Linked DNA regions of Drosophila melanogaster: regions 1 and 2 are each linked to region 3. Evidence: chromatin contacts called from public Hi-C and targeted proximity ligation data. All regions are on one chromosome and are shown on one strand. The core of a region is the stretch at or near the end of the contact, and the rest is flanking DNA. Distances in the headings are between cores, read along the strand shown. Region 1 overlaps Tsp66E (Tetraspanin 66E). Region 2 holds the start of CG6576. Region 3 holds the start of dally (division abnormally delayed).

Region 1 (3,701 bases), core at 28-2,527, 100 kb after region 3:
ACCTGGTCCTCATTATTCTGGCCTTTGCTCTGTGCAAGGCCTTTGCCAAATACAACGATATGCGTCTGTAAATCGGAGATGACGAGGACAGCGGATGTTGTGACAGTTTTCAGAGTTAGCAAAGTAGACGTAGGAACGAGCCAAAACAGCAGGACAGTGAAGAGCGACGATCCCTCCTAGAACTCCCCCAAAAAATACAACGCCCTACCGAACACCGCGACGTGCTCAATGGAAACATGAAATATATTCAAATGCATTTGCCGCATGGAACGGGACAGACACGAGAACACAAAACAGTTTAATACAGCTCTAATCTAACAATAAGCTAAGATCATAGCCAGCATAATCCATTTACCGATAATATTCAAGAATATCTTACAAGAAATGTTGCTCAATGTTTTGCCAGCAAACGAATGGGTCGGATGGATCGCGAAGGTTTTTACGAATGAAACTCACACTTGGAATATTTATTTGTAAATCTGTTTTGATAGCAGTTTTTTAGTTGTTAAGTAGTAAACTACAATATGCGTAATATTGTAACTATTTTTCTTAGTCTATTACGATTTTGTTATGCAATCATGCAAGGCATTCGAAAACCACTCAAAAACATCACAGAAATCACATAAGTTAAGACGAATGACAACACACATTTTTGAGATTGAGCGAAATCGTGAGATCAATTTTGAAAGATGACTTTTAAAGAAGCATAGAGCATAACGCCCATTAAATTACAAGCATGCATATATACAAATATCGATTGAAAATGATAAGAAATGAAATGGCATTGACATTGTACTAGTATGTGTATTAGTTAATAAGTCTCTAACCTTAAGTTGTAACTTTAGTTGTTTTTTCTATGGCTATCTTCGAGTTTTTAACTACATACGCCGGGGCGCGCAACTTCGTGTTCCCGGCTCTTTTGTTAAAAATGAATGTTGTACATTTTTGAATTCTATATATACATATATAACTATTATTAATGCATATTATATACACGTATGTCTGTAGTTTACTTAATGTACTTTTTGGAAATCGCGCAATGAAAAAGCCGTAAATCGAAAGCATGAAACTAAAACACACACAAAAACGATAAAAAACCTCCCAAGAACGCGAGGAAAAATCCCCATTTAAAGATGTACATTTATGAACGTGAACGAAAAAGTAATTAAAATAAAGAAAAAGTAAATGAAATTTTAATGGTTTATGTGTATGGAAAATATGGTCATTTCCGGTTTTGGAAGTTTGCGCATCTTAATAACAGCGACACACAAACAGTACAGTTAACAGTATGTTAACAAGAGCTTAAAAGCTCCAATATGAAAGGCGCCAGTTTTGAATCAAGTAAAACTCATTTTTGTGCTAGCACTTTGCTATCATTTATTTATGAAAAACTTTTAAATATATTTATATATACGTGGAGCTAAAATGATTTACTTAGTTGTGTAGCCTGGAAACAACCGTGTAAATGATATTTCGTAGTTATTGTATAAATTGGAACCCAAGAAAATAGTTTCGTTCTCATTTGGCAAAATATGCGGATCCATTTCCGCTATTTCATAATTTAGTAGCGTTCTTTTTAATAGTACAAACGCTTAAGTACATACATTTTATGGTTGATCATCGATCAAATAACCACATACTGCAAATAAAATTAGATTTTCTTATTTAAAATTCACACGCATTCTAGGACTAATCTACTTGGAATATATAAATATATATGTATAGGTGTGTATATTGTAGTTGTTCGTTAATAGTGGATTACTTATAGAGCTGTAGATGCCTGCATTATCCTATTGGAATACTTGTCCTGATGACCTCACAGAGCGGCTGTTGCGGCATATTCAATATGCTATATTCATCTTATGCGACTTTCTTGATATTTGTAGGTGAAAATTATTGTAGCTAAGATTGGAATTGTTCTGGAGTTTCAGCAGAATGTGATGAAAATAAGCGTTTTGTAACTTGTCATTCGGAATCGGTCGTCCCTTGTACTCATCAATCATTTAATGCGATTAAGTATTCGAAACCGGAACTGGAGATCGAAAATTTAATCTAAGCTTGAAGTTTATATCAAAAATAAACAAGGTAAACATAAAAAATCTCGCTCACACTTTGTGTTAAATTCATCGAATATAAATTGTATCTCTTTTCTTATTCCCTGCCTTTTCCTCTATATTTTGGTATTTAGTTGGCTGCGTTCCCTTGATCCTCATCAAAGTTGGGGTTACTCAGGAATGGTATGGAGAAGTCTACCATATTTGGATAGACCAGAAACTTGTTTACAGCCTCGCACAGTTTGCTCTCAATAACATTGGTCACAATGGACCAATCGACGGATTTGTCGCCCACTTGGGGCTTGGTGGATATCCAAAGGCGAGGCGGTCCGCGAAAGCTAACCCACACTCGATCGGATGGTGGCGGTGGCACATTTAAAGTGCCACGGGCCACCAAACCCTTGAGATCTACGCGCAGTGTGATATTCGCGTTCATGTTCTCCATAGCTCGTTGCACGTACGGCAGCTCGGTGGCGTATTGAAATAGATTAGAGGCGGCTATGCGGTCGACAATCTTAAAGATGCGACGCGCATTACCGGGTGAATTCTGAAAAAATCTGGAAAAAAAGGTGAAAAGATATTAGAATTGTAAGCACTAACGAAACAAGTAGTTGCAATATTTTCTATACTCACTCCGTTCCAGCCGCATTCTCTGGGGCATTTCCCGGCGGTGGGCTCTCGGATTCAGTTGATGAACCGCCCGAGCTCTCCGCATCACTGTCATAGATGACGTTCTCCGAATTTACCTCTGAAAGGCTGCGCAAATCCTGTGATTGCTCCGGCAGCATCGAGGTGGTGGGCACATTATCGGTGGCCATTGGTGACTTTGTCTTGCTGCGTATGCGCAGCAGATTCAGCTTGGTAGTAACTGTTATGTGTGCCAATCCCTCGTAGGTCACATCGGCATCAATCCAAACACCGCGTTCATCCAGCATCGGTTGGGAGACACGATGACATAGTAATGGGGACTCACCCAAATATATGTTTGTGATGATAACCTCCTCCATGAAGCTGGGCAGCTTAATAGAGTTTAATTTCTTTTGCAAAACCTCCTTGAGCTTCTCGTGCAGCATGGCATCGTGTAGCCAGCTGTATAGGCATCGTCCCAGTAGTACATTAGCCCACACAATGCTGCCGGAAGGACCCAAGAACAGCGACTGATCAATGCCCTTCCACAGCTCATCTTCCTGACGTTTGGCACGGCGAGACTGCAAATAGTTTATTGATTAGCTTTCTGCTTACTAAATTGACATCTTTCATATAATGAAAATTCAAAAAAAAAAACCATATAAACATACTTTTCTTGGCCGCCGATCAGTGGTACGCATTGTTCCAACGGAACTTCGGGTAACAGGAATAGTGCTCTGGTTACAAGCCTTCTACCAAAAGCCAATTAGAAATAATAAATAATAATAAATCAAATAAATCAAAACTAAAAGACTACAAACAAAGGTAGCTAGCCAGTTGCGTACCTGGTAAACGGCCATGAATCGAACGTAGTCTGGCGAATTCCTGGCCACATTGGCACTCATGATCATGCCATCGAAGGACTCCTCCTTGGGTGTGTCGAGTAAATCCTCTTCGGTGATAGTCTCAAACTGCCCATCTGGCGTCTGCTGATCTGTTTCATCATTACCTTTCCCAGCC
Region 2 (3,833 bases), core at 619-3,118, 72 kb before region 3:
GTTTACTTAGCAGAAAAGAAATAAATACAATAAAATAAAATTGAATAAAATAGGGGAATGCAGAGAGAGTGTCGTAGAAATTTGTCGCACGCGCGCGATTTCAGTAAGTGCATCTAATTTATTTTGCATCTATTGCAATTGAGAGTCGGCATCCGGCAGATACGTTTTCGTAATTGTCGTCAGCGGTTCGAGTTCCTCCGTTTCGATCTCGCGCGAGTGTTTGCCAGATTGGATTACCAAACCCAGGCCATACCAAAATAAATTATACACCAATTTTGAAAGGGCGATAAACATACATTGTGACCGAATTTTGATCCGATCTGCGATCGAGGATCGCTTGCCAAGAGCAACGTAATGTCGTCCTACCGCAGTTATGTAAGTACTAGTTAATGCAGCGCCAACTATCCGTATCTGTATCTGCATAATACCTACTCGTACTATATAGTGTGTATCTCGATCTTTGTATCTTCGCTCTGTGCCTTTTTGCAATTCTTCGCATCCACGGATTTTGTTTATTTCTAATTTGTTGCCTTACCCCACACACAAGAGTATTTCGCAGATACATACGTATACGTTTTATATGGCAGATAAAATGTATCTGAATGTTCGCTCTCGATGTGGTGTGGGCTCCAGATCCATTGATAAACAATTTAGATACAAATTTGCTCATTGTCTGGTTTTTTGGTTGGGATTTGTGTCTAGTTGATTGTTCTAATTTCCTATCCACACAAATAGCACAAATTATGGCCGAGGTGTGGCTACTGAATGAACGAATTGTTGTGTTTGAATAGCAAACCAATGCATGAATAAATGGCTTTTACTTTGGCAAAGCAGGTTAAGTTCCGAATTTTAAACCTATTTAACTTGATTTATGTTAGTATTTGCGTATATGCACAGTTGTCAAAGGAATTAATTTTGAGTTATTTGACATACTTTATGGCAGATTCATTATTGATACTGACCAATGACTGACAGTTCCCAAGTAAACATTTTGTGTTATTTATTGAACTTATCATCATATTTATTTATATTATTAACCCGTTCGACATCATGTGATACTTGTGAACTTTTATATAAAAAGTGCATTATTTCTATATCTATCCTATAATATAAATACACTTAATTTCGGTTGTCATTCCCAAACTTCCAAATCGCTTTCTACTAATCCCCTTTATGTTCAACTCATTATATCCTTTTGTTCCCAGGCATCCAGTTTATGACTTTAGCCTGACTTTTGACTCATTGAGCATAAATCAATTAAATATTTTTCGGGTCTTAGAATCTAATAAACTGATCAATTTATGGGCGGCAAACAACAAGTTTCCACCCCATCCCACGCACATCTACCACTTCATCTTCTCCCGAGTCATTTCTCCAATTATATATAGAATGTTTCTAAAAATGTTGGGAGTAAAGCAAAATGATTTCTGTTTCGTTCACGTTGACGCAGTCTCTTTTTTCCTCATTGGAGTTGGTACTTTGTGTAGGATTTTTATGGCCAGAAGGAAGTTGTAAATATTTATGACAAGCATAAAGTTGAAAGTTCTCCGGTGAGAGCACGCACCACCTAATTAATTAACAAAGTGTGAATACTCATGCAATTTGTTTGTGAGGGGAGAAAGTAGGGGAACGGTAATGGAGAAACAATAAAGTTGCAAATATAACTAAAGCTTTTAACTTCATATTCAAAAAAAATAAGTATATATTATCATATAACTAAATTTATATTCATAATGTATTAGCGAAAGCGGTAATGATTAAACATTGTTTCGATTATTGATTTCATTAGAAATATCTCTACTCGTCACACACAATGCGATCACAATCAGTTTTCATTTGAATTATTCATCAAAACAGATCAAAATTTGTTGTAGTGTAGCACAAAGGAAGGCGGTGATAGGCGCTTCTCAAATAGGCTTCGAGATAAGGATTTATGAATCAAGCTATCTGAGTCCGAGATTATCCACGCACACTCACCCGTCCACCCAACTGCCACCCAAGCCCCCCACAACACTCGAACACAGACACAAGTCAAGGACATTTTTTGATAAAAAGATAAAAAATGACACGGCGTCGACGTCCACGATGTAAGGTGAATCCCTCGATAGCGCTGAGAAAGAAGAAACAGGAGACTGCACCCAGTGCAGAAAAGGTAGAGCCACAACGTCCACCGCCCTTGCCGGATCCGCCCAGCGAAGAGCCACCGGAAGTCGTCAGCACTTCGAGCGTAGAATCTGAAATCGAATCGGATTACAAACTCTTCCCGGAACTCTACGATCGCCAGCCGTCGATGCCCACGTTTGCTGATCTTTTTGGTCAGCCCTCTTATGAATCAGTGTTGCAGGAGCCCGAGGTGGCATCTACCTCCTCCTCAACGAACACAAATGCCGCGGGAATACGTAGTACAGACGATGGGAAATTCACTAATATTCCGGCCACGATGCTGTCAGATCAATTTGGGATCATTGGGCTGCTGGCCGCCATGAGGACTACGCAAACGGATCCGGGCGCCACGCAGCTGGTCTTTGGTGAGGATCTAACCACCTACGGACTAGATTTGGCTGCCCAGGGAGACATTTATGTGCATTTCAATGGGCCTCTAACCCGCGAACCACCTGACAGAAATTCCATGGACTGCGCCCTTGAGATGGGAATGCGTGCCATGCGTGATTCGATTATCAATGAACCACCGAAGGCTCCGTGTTGGGATCCATTTGAGCCAGAGACCCAAGATCTGGGACTTGTGGGCAGTCTTGAACCGGATGAGTTTACGAAATCCGATCCAGATACGGAAACGGATCCACCGCCAACTACTGATTTGACTGAAGATCCGGAAACGGATCGAGATGATAATCAGTATAGATAACACATTTGGAATCGGCGCCAAGGATAAAAAAGAAAGACTAGTCCCAAATAGAATAGCAATTTGGCAGTTGGTTAGATCTTTGAATACTTGGTAAAATTGTTGATCTTCGTGAATTGGTAGCCCTTCTGTATAAGAACTTGTTTGGCTTTAAATATAGAATTGGCTGAGGAGTAAAAACGGGAATAATTATTTGTTACGAAAAAAAGTGCGATTTAGTTATTTAAAATAAGGTTCGATTTAGTACATATATGTAAATATCGAAAAAAATTAATAAACATTCGGAAAATATCGAAAATGAATAAGCTCGGAATTGATTATAACTCATAAATTGGTTATAATCACTATAATTTTCAGATTAACTAATTTAATTTGTTTGGAAATTTATGTTTGAACGACTTTCTGGGGTTGAATATTTCATTATCCTTTTAAGCGCCGATCTCCACATAGTTGAGTTTCCCGAAACGCATTTTCGACACTTTCGTCAGAGCAAACTACAATAGAAAACGTATTTAAAAATAAATCATTTGTCTGGCAAGCGAATATTCAGTCGCCACTTCGAATCATCTGGGGTCACAGTCTAAATACTTTGTGAGTGGATGGCTTTCCTGGTCGTTCTTAATGGGCTGTGGCTACTGACAGACAGGCGCATTATAGCGCATCCTGCTCCTGATCTGCAGACTCCGAGATTCTGCAATCTCCTAATTGAGACCGCATAATAATGCTGTCAGAAGTGCAGCACTCCGCTGGAATCGGCGGTGAACAAAGTACACATGGCGAAGTCATTCCAGAGAAGATCCATAGGCCCATCCACATCCACACCATCACGATCCTCCACTCTTTTTCTCCTCCGGCTGAGTGTCTCCGTTTGCTTGTTTTGCACATTGTTGGCTATTTGTGTGTTTGGCATTCCATTTCACTGAGCGAAAACAATTAGCCGAGACTGTCTGTCTTTCTTTCTTCCTCACTC
Region 3 (3,952 bases), core at 379-2,878:
AGCTCGTTTTTGTTTTTTGTTGCCGTTTCGCCATCCCATCACCATCATCATCATCATCATCATCACGGTTGTTTCTGATGTGGATTCGTTTCATTGGAGAACTGTTTCCGCTTCGCATGACTCACTTTTCGCTGTTTGCCCCGGGGTCTTGAGTCTTCTCCTTTTTTTTTTCTTATTTTTTGGGAGGTCTTTCTTTATCGCACACTAATTTGAATAGGATTCCATTTCGTGATGAACATATCACCGGGAACGGAAAACATCCATGGGGGGTGGGAGGGCGTTTGCGCCCAGCTGGACGCCCGCAACTGACCACCATGAAGTTCCCGCTGCCCTGGCTATATAGTATCTTGTTAATGAAGAAATAGATACACAGACGCCCCGAGACGCCTAGGTATTTAAGATCGAGGTCGGTGCCCGCGGGGTGACGAGTGAAAGTCCGGGGAGAAGAGGCTGGTGTGTTCGGGTCGTGCATTGTCTGCCACACCGCTGCAGCCTCAAGACAATCGCTTCGTTTTCGCAAATTGCAAAGGGAAAAAATTAACAAAAGAAAAGAAATGAAGAAAAAAAAACAAACGATACCACCACACGTGCTGTGCGAGGTCATGACACGGCTATCAATTTGAACAGAAACATTTAGCCCTAGGGAAATAGCTGCCAAGCATCTGAGACTCTTCAAAGGCGTGAAATCTGAGCCTGCTCCACGGGTTCATCAAGCCGATCGTAAAACATAGCCTATGAAATAAAATTAGAACTCATTCAGACATCAATTAGAACCGAGCATGCAAATTTCAACCAGCGGCATCGATAAAAGCCCGGATTAAAAGCCACCGGAGCACCCGAGAAGACCACTGTGAGATGGATTGATTTACGTTGAATATGCAAATTGCAGCGAGCCAACGTTGAAAGCTTTTAGAAGAGCATTTCGAGAATTTGAATAAATATTTAGGCCCATCGGACACAGAGAAAAATAATCAGAATCAAGCCAGCTCCTGTGGCAGATGACACGGCCAGGGAAAACTCGAAGTTGGTCCTGAAGAATGCCGGAACCCATAAATAAATGCGAATCACTATTGAAATATATAAAACGAAAACAGGATATGTGTCATATCAAATTTTATGGAACTACGTAGATTCATTGGCTGTCGAAATCGTTTGGCAATCATCGAAGAGAATAGATATCTTACGAAAGCTAAGCTTGCGTTACTAACTTTAATTTCCCCTTTTACTCATACTACATGCTGTTAATAAATACAACATCTTATAAATTGTGGTTGGGCATTCCTTAATTAAAATACTTTATAATATCTAATAAGCATTACAAAGTTTGTGGTTTAGTTCGAAGCTCGTTTTCCAAAACTCTAAAGACTCAAATTAATTAATTCATTTCAGATTGCGCCCTTGTATTACTCATGTATTCTCGGCGTTAACCTGTGAATTAAATTGAGTTCGCATAAACACCTCTATTCATTGCACCACTGTGCCAACATCTGTGCTCGCCGTTCTCTTTTGTTCGAAAGAGAGCGTTCGGATGGTTCTCTTAGCGCCGATTGTCGAGTGCCGAGTGTGGTTCGTGTTCGCATCGTTAAAGTTGTAGCACTCAGGGCGGATGTTTGATTTCGATGGCAAAGTCAATCTGTTCGGGTTTCTCGTCGTGGAAGGTTCGTTGCGCGCGCGGAAAAACTGAAAATATCGGTGCGAAATTCGAGCGGAAAAACGCTAGAAAAGAAGGCGAGTGCATTTCCTCGACCTGAGAACGCCGGTGGCCAAGGAGCTTTGCAATTAAATCTATTTTCGCCGACCTAAGTACACAAAACGTAGGAGAAAATTAAAAAGAAGAAAAAAAAAACAAATCTAATCGCTGGCAAATCAATTGCTAAGGAATTGAGTACTATTCGTTGTTATGTCATGGAAAGTCTCTGAATAAGTTAAGAAAATACTTGTGAGAAATTTAGCGACCTTTCAAAACTAGAAAGTAGAAAAGCAAAAAGTGCTAGACACGCGCTCTCTCTTCGACCACCACCCACCACCACCCACTATCGCCATCCCACGTTTACTACCACGTTTATTGCTCACGCGTGTTTTTGGGGCCTTTTGTTTTGTGCGCTCGTGTTTGTGGCCGTGTGTGCCAGTGTGTGTGTGTGCGTGTTAGCCGGCAAGTGCATTTGTGTGAGTGTGTGTGTTTGTTGCCGCGAACAGCTGTTCACCCAGACAGCATGCAGAAGTAAATACGAAGAAGTGCTGCAAAATAGAGTAAATAAAATAACCGGCTAAAATAAAAATAAGAGAAGCATTCAAAGGCAAATCAAATTTAGCCCCATCATCCACTGTGTCTGCACACAGAAATCACCCATCAAAAATGGCGGCCAGGAGCGTGCGGCTAGCGCAGCTTTTGCTATTTACCCTGCTCTGCGGCTTCGTCGGCCTGTCAGCCGCCAAGCACCTGGACCTGGATGGTATCCACCACCACCAGCACCACCTGCACAGCGCCACCACGCACCACAGACGTCGCCTACAGCGGGACTCGCGGGCGAAGGACGCCGTTGGGGGATCGACCCACCAGTGTGATGCCGTCAAGAGCTACTTCGAATCGATCGACATCAAGTCGAGTGGGACTTACAGCGAAAAAGGTAAAGTTCACGCCATCCATCCGTAGAGTTATAATATCGAGTATGCACTTGGACATGCGGGCTGGGGAAGAAGCGGGGAACGATGGAGGAAGTTAAAGCTACCAATATGGTTAAGGCCCCTTAGGAGCAAACGTACTAACTTTAAACTATGCAGAGGAAAACGTATGTTATTTCCCCAGGTCACTAGAGTGGTTCGAATACTTAAAGTCTAAGTTATCTACTCCATTAAATAAGAAAGAGGTACATAAATTGGGATTATTGATAATGGTTTTTCAATTTAATTACTTTTGCATCCTCTCCGTTTAAAAACATTTCTTTTGCGGGAAATTCATTGCCTTGATTTCAGAGTTTGTCTTAACCCTCGCCTCGCCATCAGTCTTCCATACTTCAACCAAGTAAATCGCGCGTCAGCCAAAGTTTTTGCCATCCCGCAGCTGCAGTTTCTCTTATTTCTAGTCCGTTCTAGACCCCATCCGCTTCTCAATCCCCGCCAGAAACTAGAAGCATATGCAAATTCATTGAACTGAGTGAAACCCTCGAGCGGGCAGCCACTCGAGGCGAACTATGACCACTCGAACAGCCGGGCGCCGTTTGCAATTAGAAGATTGCGCATTGAGCAACGCCTCGGAAAAGTTTTCGACGTGCCGTGGATAAAGTTTTTGGCCGCGCCAGGTTCATTACATATCGGATCTGGCACCTCGCAGATGCAGAGATACATAGATACACAGGCGGCGGCATCATTTGTTATTCTGATTTCTCGACACTGCCATATCAAGTGGCACGCATCTGAGGCCAAACTGTGTGAAGGCTATGGAAGGTATATTTATATTTACCACAGCCGATATCCACAAGATACTCGACATATTTTTGTTTATGCATATTTCATACCCGAAGTCAAAAATAAGACCGAATAACCAAATAATGCAATACAATCCGATAATATCAGTCGAAAACGAGCGAATGTACCCAATATATATCTGTTTCGTGTAATTGAGTGAAAAATAATTATTATTGATTAGCCGACCTTGACTTGGTATTTACGCGTTTACGCACAATTACATGATACACAGCCGCAAACTCGACTGGAATACAAATGTATCTGGCGATGATGTTGCAACTTTTCCCTCCAATGCTTACCTGTCTGCAGAGGTTCTCGGTTCTCTTTGCTCATTCTGTTCAGTCGTTCCCACACGCAGGTAGTTAACGCCAAGAAGAACTATCTATGAGATACATTGCTGAGCAGACCGCATTGCCATGGCATCAAAGTGTGAAGAACCGAATAGCCAACCGAGAGTTGGCGTTACAAGTGCATGTTTGTGTGTCCC

The links. Hi-C and Micro-C count contacts between places; a contact is called where the count stands out from the background.
Region 1: a targeted proximity ligation map of the Kc167 cell line shows a contact between it and region 3, with 2.9 times the contacts expected there. A contact is called at or near these places in 6 of 107 Hi-C or Micro-C datasets (the Clone 8 cell line, the D17-c3 cell line, the Kc167 cell line and 2 more) and 1 of 7 datasets of targeted methods (the Kc167 cell line).
Region 2: a contact with region 3 is called in a Hi-C map of the S2 cell line, with 1.7 times the contacts expected there. A contact is called at or near these places in 15 of 107 Hi-C or Micro-C datasets (the Clone 8 cell line, the Kc167 cell line, the S2 cell line and 7 more) and 2 of 7 datasets of targeted methods (the Kc167 cell line and the S2 cell line).

Annotation. Positions count from the first base shown.
Region 1 is chr3L:8,930,879-8,934,579 of dm6, forward strand. Tsp66E (Tetraspanin 66E) reads left to right here. Exons shown (of 7, transcript NM_168298.1): 7 at 1-1,187. The coding sequence ends at 71. It overlaps CG43783, which reads right to left. Exons shown (of 11, transcript NM_001274677.1): 8 at 3,527-3,701; 9 at 3,353-3,433; 10 at 2,688-3,262; 11 at 1,357-2,611. The coding sequence ends at 2,185. Among named protein-coding and RNA genes, the nearest start is that of lncRNA:CR43970, 17 kb to the left of the region's middle.
Region 2 is chr3L:8,754,121-8,757,953 of dm6, forward strand. CG6576 reads left to right here and starts at 1,869. Exons shown (of 1, transcript NM_139996.3): 1 at 1,869-3,047. The coding sequence starts at 2,063. The coding sequence ends at 2,866. It overlaps Fhos (Formin homology 2 domain containing), which reads left to right. Exons shown (of 19, transcript NM_001274670.1): 1 at 1-375. The coding sequence starts at 355.
Region 3 is chr3L:8,825,877-8,829,828 of dm6, forward strand. It overlaps dally (division abnormally delayed), which reads left to right and starts at 1,629. Exons shown (of 9, transcript NM_001259756.2): 1 at 1,629-2,627. The coding sequence starts at 2,357.